Linked DNA regions of Mus musculus: region 2 is linked to region 1. The links are chromatin contacts, called in public HiChIP or PLAC-seq maps. All regions are on one chromosome and are shown on one strand. Each heading gives the region's core, a stretch centred on a gene start, on an enhancer-like site or on the middle of the called end of the contact. The rest is flanking DNA. Distances are from core to core; before and after follow the strand shown. Region 1 overlaps Magi3 (membrane associated guanylate kinase, WW and PDZ domain containing 3). Region 2 has its middle 65 kb from the start of Gm5546.

The links. HiChIP or PLAC-seq counts read pairs in DNA pulled down with a chosen protein or histone mark.
Region 2: a FOXA1 HiChIP or PLAC-seq map of pancreatic cancer cells shows a contact between it and region 1. The contact joins two enhancer-like sites. A contact is called at or near these places in 1 of 39 promoter capture datasets (liver), 1 of 15 datasets of contacts at CTCF or cohesin (the NIH/3T3 cell line), 5 of 484 Hi-C or Micro-C datasets (cortical neurons, embryonic fibroblasts, epidermal suprabasal cells and 2 more) and 3 of 115 datasets of contacts at active chromatin or transcription factors (embryonic stem cells, fibro-adipogenic progenitors and pancreatic cancer cells).

What each region holds. Positions count from the first base shown.
Region 1 is chr3:104,107,228-104,111,060 of GRCm38.p6, reverse strand. The region is part of intron 1 of Magi3 (membrane associated guanylate kinase, WW and PDZ domain containing 3); the gene reads left to right. Among named protein-coding and RNA genes, the nearest start is that of Magi3, 110 kb to the left of the region's middle. Within about 2 kb of position 1,455, at least 10 of the 459 cell types and tissues checked have an H3K27ac peak or open chromatin away from gene starts, as enhancers often do. A contact at or near this core is called in the NIH/3T3 cell line and pancreatic cancer cells, where this site is marked.
Region 2 is chr3:104,293,930-104,297,694 of GRCm38.p6, reverse strand. No RefSeq gene overlaps it. Among named protein-coding and RNA genes, the nearest start is that of Gm5546, 65 kb to the left of the region's middle. Within about 2 kb of position 1,639, at least 83 of the 459 cell types and tissues checked have an H3K27ac peak or open chromatin away from gene starts, as enhancers often do. A contact at or near this core is called in the NIH/3T3 cell line and pancreatic cancer cells, where this site is marked.

The DNA of each region.
Region 1 (3,833 bases), core at 206-2,705:
GTATAAGCATTTTCCTCAAGACCAAATCTCAAAAGGAACAGAGATGTTTCAAGAACAACATGAGTGAGTAGATAGGCCATCTCCCCCCCTCCCTTGCAGAAAAACCCAACAACTTTTGAAGTCGGGGATTATTAAACTCAGAGCCTGGATCCTACTGGCAAGTTCTTTTCCACTGAGCCACCTTGTATCATTCTTATTTTACTTCTGTTATAATCTTGAAGGAAGCCAGAGGCATAATGGCACGTGCTTTTGATCCTAGCACTTGGGAGGCAGAAGCAGGTGAATCTCTGTGAGTTCAAGGAGTTCAAGGCCGGCCTCATGTACATAGCGAGTTTCAGGACAGCGAAGTCTGTGTAGAGAGATTGTGTATCAAATAAAAAATTTAAAAAAAAAAACTAAACAAAGTAATAATTTAAGAAAACTTTGAAGGAACAAGTTACTTTTTCAACAGTATAAGCTAAAAATAATATAAAACAGGAAAGCTGGACATTATGCTAAACATCTGCTATGTGGTGGGATTGGATAAGAATAAGATTTAGTTTAGAGGTAGCTCACAGTTTAGAGGTAACGAGTTTGAGGGAATTTAATCTAAGGTCAGGGCGCCTGGCACCCATGTGGTGCATGTAGACTCACACAGGTCCATATATAAAGGTGAACATACATAAATCTGTTTAAAAAGAGCATAATTTACTTTAAATAAATTTATATTTTCAAAACTTTAAGGAGGAATGGGGAAGTAGTGTAATTGGTAGAGTGCTTGTCTGGGTTCCATTCCTTCCACAGCACTGAATAAACCAGGCATGGTGGTACATACCTGTAATCTTAGCACTCAGAAGCAAAAGGATTGGGAGTTCAAAATAGGCCTTTACTTCATAGCGGATTGGGGCTCAGTTTGAACTATTAAAAAGACTTAAATGGATTGGCTTCTGGAGTTGAAGAGTCTCAGACGTGACCTCAGAATTATTTTAATCCCCCTGCTCCCAACACACACTTCATGGAGGAGAATGTAAGAAGAACTGGGAGACTGGAGAGAAGTGCTCCGTAGACTGTGAACACACAAGTCTATTGCCCTACTATAATCTAAACTCACAAAAGTTGAAGAGATTATTTAAAAACAAATTCCAAGTATTTAGAAAAGAATAGCTTATCACCCAGAGCCAATATGGATTTCTAAGAAACAAGACATGCCAAACTGACCTCATTTTTACTCTCCCCCTACCCCCTGTTTTATAATTGCTTCTAGATTAGAGAATAGTAAAGACATGTTGTATCTTGACTTTAGCAAGCAGTTGACAAATTCTCCTTACTGTCCTTGTCAAAAAGATGATGAAGTGTGGGTAGATTGATTTACAGTTGTTTGCATGCTGAACCCACGCCAACAGGACTCAGGGTTAATCCAAATAATAGCCAGTTGCTTTATTCACTGATTTCTCAATGAGAACTGGTGGTGATTCAGAGTTTGCGTATATTCAGTAACTATGGGTTTGTAGCTGTGAATTCCTGACTAAGGAGTTGTATATTCAAACTTGACCGCCTGGATATTTTTATACAATTAAAATACCAATTACAGACATTCATCTAGCCAAACTATTTGTCTGATGTATATATTTTTAAACTTTATAAACCAGTTTCACTGTTCATATAAAAACCAAAGAATAGAATTCAAAGAGCAAAAAATTTTAAAGCATAGGCTGGCTAGGTAAGAATGTTCACATTATAAAGAATCTTTTGTTTGTATTTGTTTAATAACGTTTACATTAGCCTCAGGGAGATTTTTTTTTCATGCCCTTGAGATGTCAAGGTTCTGTGAATTAACCTGGGGGGAGGTGGGTAGGAGGGGAAGGGAGAGGGGGAGGAGAAGGAGGAGAGGGGAGGAGAGAGAGAGACAGAGACAGAGATCATATATAGATGTGCCTGCATTATATATTATACACCAGGATCATACAGTACCTATAGAAGTCATAAGAGGGCTTAGGGTCAGGAACTGGAATTGCAGGCAGCTGTGTGCCACCATGTGGGTGATTTGCAAGAGCAACAAGTGCTCTTAACTGCTGAGCCATCTCTGTAGGACAACAGTGTCCTTGGGAATTAATATATTTGTTGGCCTTCTGATAATCATTAGTAAACTACCTATTTAAGATTTTTTTAAATTCTTTGAAATTACATAGAAGAAACAATCGCTTTATTCTTTAGAAAGTTCTATTAGTTTCTGGAGACAGGGACGTCCATGGTGAATGGTTTATTTAGAATATTTTATTATCAGTTGTTAATCTTAAATAATGTCAACTCAGTTTTATTAAATTTTCATTATGTCTAATTGACTGGTGCTTACAGTATATTGTCTTGATTGTCAAGAAGCAATGATGGAGGGACTGGAGATTTGTCTCATCAGTTAAAAGCACTTACTGCCTTTGCAGAGTACCCTGGTTTGGTTCCCAACACCTACATGGTGGCTCACAACCATCCATAACTCTAGTTCCAGGAGATCTGAGACCCTCTTTTTGCCTCTTCCAACTCCAGGACACATGTGATGCACATAAATACATACATGCAGACAAAACACTCATACAAATAAAATAAGAACAAAACTTAGAGTTTCTAAAAATGTTTGCAGATATGATTTTCAGTTTTAGTGATGCTAAACACGAATGCTACATTCAGTGTCTAGTTGCACATTTTGTTTAAAATGCATTTTGGATTGCAGTTGTCTCTCATCCTTTTCTTTGTGACTGCCCATACCAGTAGGAGTTGATGGTAAAACCTAGTGTGATTCCAGTTCTGATAATTATGGGCATTACTCTTTAAGTTTAGCCTTTTCTGTGCTAACTGGTTTTTAAAAACATCAAAGGCCCTTAGAATAAGATTGGGTTAACTTCATTTTCCCTTAAGAAATCCATCATGCAAGATAATTCATGATTTTGAACTTTATTGTGGCTTTATCTTTTAATTATCTCTAACCTAAAAGACATTACTTATATAACTTAAAATCTAACCTAGATTTTAAGCATTTTATAGTTATCTCTAAATTATGCCATATCTTAGAAGTTTTGAGTTTAAGAAAAGCTAAAGTATTGACTCAACAAATTATCTTTTTTAGTTATATCTATATTTCCTTTTACCAAAACTAAATCTTTCCCAGAAGATATGTTGGTGAGTCAAGTTTTGTATTTTGGCACTCATGTTACTGTTTTAAATGAAAAGAAGAGGACACATTTTTGTTTATTCAAAGAACCTATCTATCCAAGAGCTGGAGAGATGGCTCAGCAATTAAGAGCACTGATTGCTCTTCCAGAAGTCCTGAGTTCAATTCCTAGCAACCACATGATGGCTCACAACCATCTGTGATGGGATCCAACACGCTCTTCTGGTGTGTCTGAAATCAGTGATAGTGTACTCACATATATAAAATAAATAAATCTTTTTTTAAGCCTATCCAAATATCTGAAAGTTTCAGCCATGTAGTTACAATCCTCCAAAGCTAGAGTCTAATATTTACAAAGAACATGAGACTCCCTTACCAAATTGTAAAAATACTTCATGCACTCATTATGAAGTTGATTTGTGTTCAATGAGTATTGATCAGTATTGATTATATATTAGTTTTTTCAGCTGCTCAGCAATGAGCACATGATGGAGTATAAATAAAAAGACAATATGATTTTGAATTGGGGTGAGTTAGTGGGACCCTATGTGCCTGGACTGTAGGATAGGGGTGGTTCTATGTCTATCACTGTAAATATCTTCAGACTTGTTTGTTGTCATCACAGTGGTTCCTCCCCCCTTCCTCCATGTCTATTTTTGTTAAGACAAGGGAATTGTTCTGGTTTGTGTTT
Region 2 (3,765 bases), core at 390-2,889, 190 kb before region 1:
CAAAAAAGTCACTATACAGCTGGGCAAGTCCTAGCTATACCCAAGTAACTGGAAAACATATTTCTATATAAAAGCTCAAACCCAAACACAGCAGCAGTATCCTTAATAGCCAACGAATGGAGATAGTCCCAAATGTCCACATACTCTAATAGATAGATTTTACTTGAGCACAATGGAATTAGACAATAGTGATGATTCACTGAAAACCCCTGGAAGATGTGTTTTAAATGAATGGATTGTTATGGTATGCAAATTATATCTATTTAAAAAATAGAGACTCAGTGGACATAACAGCCACACTAGGATCAAGAGAACAAAAGCCATTTGCCAAGGAGGATGAGCAGTTTGCAGGCCCCAAAGCTGCTTCCTGTTTAAGATTATGCAGGTCGTCTGAGTCTGGCTGTTTCCTGTTTAAGTTGTAGCAGGTCGTCTGAGTAAAGCTTTAAATCAGAAAAGGTCATTTACGGAGGATTCCCCATGTATAAGGTTATTTAGTGATTGCGCTGGAGCAAGGAGTGGCTTATGTCTAAGTTCACTCTGCTGCATTATGACGCTATGATGAAATATGAAATCTATTCCGGCTATCTTTAAGAAAAATACAATAAATATGAGTAAGTTCCACAATTACTATTTTGTTAAGCCATTCTCTGCAATCAAAGGTGAAAAGTCTAATTTTGGGTTGTTTCCAAAAGTGCTTGAAAGAAAAACTCATAATGGTAGATCTTCATTAGTGCTCTTGGTAAGACCAAAGACATTTAAATACTAGTTTGTTGTGTAATAAATAGCCATAGTCTGAGTGGAAGGGAAGCCATTATGAATGAAGAAAGCATGAGATATGTTGACATTTATAGTCTCCACTGAGATATCAGCAGGTCTCACTGCCCCATTAAAACAAGCTTTCTGAAATTTGTAGCTAAAATTTTCCATCTAGTTTCATATGTTTTTACTGTCACACACACACACACATCAAAAGAAGGATAATTGGCTTGGTGGCTAAAGGTAGTTGCTGCTCAAAGCTGGCCCAAGTTCAATCCCCAGAACCTACAAGAAGATGGAAGGAGAAAACCAACTCCACAAAGTTGTCCTCTAATCTCTAGACAATGGGTCATGGCATGCCCCCCACACCCACACAAAATCTCCCCCTCACACTAAATTTTAAAAATGAGTATTCTTCAGTTACTGATTTTTTTTTCACTGTTGTGATGTCCTAATTCTGGGATTCTGAATTTTAATGTTGTTAGGTGAATGTATAGTGGTTACATTTACTTAAGTCAGCTCTAGAAAATGAAATATAGTTTGATTTTTCACGCATGATCATTCTTGGATGGACTTTACTCATGTGGAAGGGAGGGTGGTCTGATGTCTTCCACTCATTAGGCATTTAAATTACCAAAAAGTTTGTTCAAAGACTGAAAAATCAAATTAACCACATAATTGTCTGAGCAAATAAAGGACGATTATGTGATGAATTAAAAAAAATGGAAGTGTGCTCAATAATAATATGAATTCAAGAATGCATACAGGCTAAGGCATTTATTCTTCATAAGAATTTAGGGACGAGAAGGGGACAGACTCACTGGGCTTCTGTCGGTTTCTGTTTCCATGGCAGTGAGGATGACTCACTATTAAAAGCTGGACTGTTCCTTACAGGCCACGTCTTGAGCAATATGCTTCCAGCTCTGCTCATTTGACTTCAGATTCAATTGGTGTATCATTCTCAGTTGTGCAAAGAACGTGTGCGTGTGTGTGCATGCGTGTGCGTGTGCATGACGTGTAGGGAATCAGAAGTTTAAAGATTTGTTCTTGTTTGATAGTTAGTATTGTTTGATCTAACACATTCATCTTTCAGCTTCCTAACTGTGGGAACAGGACCCTGGCTCTCTTCTGTACCTTTTCTGCTCAGTATTCATTAAAGAGAGCATGTTTAATATAAACCTCTAAAACTATGGCCAATAATTTTACAGGGAACAAAACTCTAACTTTAAAGACTTACACTTTCTATACTTACTACTTTTCCCCCCTATCAAAATACTGTGAGTGCTCATTAGATTAAATTCTAACATTTGGCAACCAGCTCTATGTAGTTATGTGACAGGGAGCCCAGAAGGTCAGCTGAGGATATTAGCAAGGCAGAGGCTGGGTGTTTTCATTAAGCTTGGCTTGGCTCTATCAAGCTGATACTGGAAGAGAGGAACACTGTCTCAGAAGGAACAAGGGAAGCAAGGTAGCTCAGCATTTGTGACAACATCTGAGAGCACACTTCCTAAGTATAGGGAGGAGACATATGGAATTTCTCTAAAGCTTGAAATATTATACTTTTCAAGGAGGAAAAAAAAAGAAAATAAATATGTTTAGCTCTACCGGTGTCTTTGCTGATGAAAATAATCACAATAATTAGTCACTGCATCAAAAACGCATTGTGGAGAGTCGCTCAGCTGGAACAGTTACTTTCCCCCACCCCCCTGCCCTTTTAAATCCCACAGTCACATTCCACAGTCGTCCCCCACACAGAAACCTCTGCTACTTCAAGAGATCAGTTGTGACGCATGCTTCTATGCTAAGTTTATAAATATACGCAGATGTGATCACAGGAGAGTCTTGAGGTTCACAACCAAATGCTATGGCTACCTAAAATAGCCGTGTTTCTATTCCATGCTCCTTAATGATGTGCCGTGTTTTGATGTCTTTATTCTTGTGTGTTTGTTTGTAACTCCTCAGAGCTGTGATGATGCTGTGAAGAAGGCCCCTCCAGGCACTGGATATGTGTGCCTCTTTCTGAAACCTAGAAAGCCAGCGACTTCCAGGCTGCAGTAGGCATCAAATCTGATGCCCCAGGGCAGAGTGCAGCTTCCCTGGTCCCCTCTGCAGCCTCCAGGTCTTATACAGCCTAGATCCTGAGTCAAACCTGAGAGATCCTAATAAGAAGCAAAGACCAATTTCTCCACACTCCTTAGACTGAAAGGTCGATAAAGTAATATTAATGGCATCAAGGATGATAATGGCCACTTTAATGGCAAGTCGAACTTTAATATTTTAAAGAAATTACCCTTACATTGAGATTATTAAGATGTAGGGCTACATTAAGGAATAGAACTGTTATGAGCATGTGAAAGGAATCAACTCCCCAGAAGGGGGGAAAATCACCCTTGGCAAGTACCATCTGCTTCCATATTTTTTTCTTATTGGTTATTGGGCATTATCACGAGCATCAGTTTTTATGAGATGATCTAGATATATAGGCTAGAATGACTTTGAACTTCTGACCTTCCTATGTGAAACTATAGTGCTGGGATTACAAGTGTGCACCACCGTGGCCAGTTTATGCAGTGCTGGGGACTGAACCCACGACCTCATGAATGCTAGGCAAGCATTCCACTGAGCTTCCTCCCCAGTCCTGGGATGCATGGTGGTTATTGTGCCCATCATAAAGAACATTATTTTTCTTTTCCTTCCTGGTTAAAATTTAAAGAATTAGTCAGCTCTTCTTCCACTCAGCCATTAGGAAACATCTAGAATTGGTGGTGATCTGACTTGGAAAGTGATTTCTTAATGCTCTAACTTCAAAGGACCTTTGAAATCTCAGCACATAGGGCCCAGCCCAGGGTTAATCCAGCAAAGTGGCACTTAGTGGCCTGTTCACGGTTTGTTTTGATGGGTCGTTAATGAGTAGTCATGCATCACACTTGCATTCTAAAAAGCACAGCTTTCTGTGCGGTTGCTGGCATCCTTTTCTCTGTGTAGTTGCCATGTTTTTTTTTTTTTTTT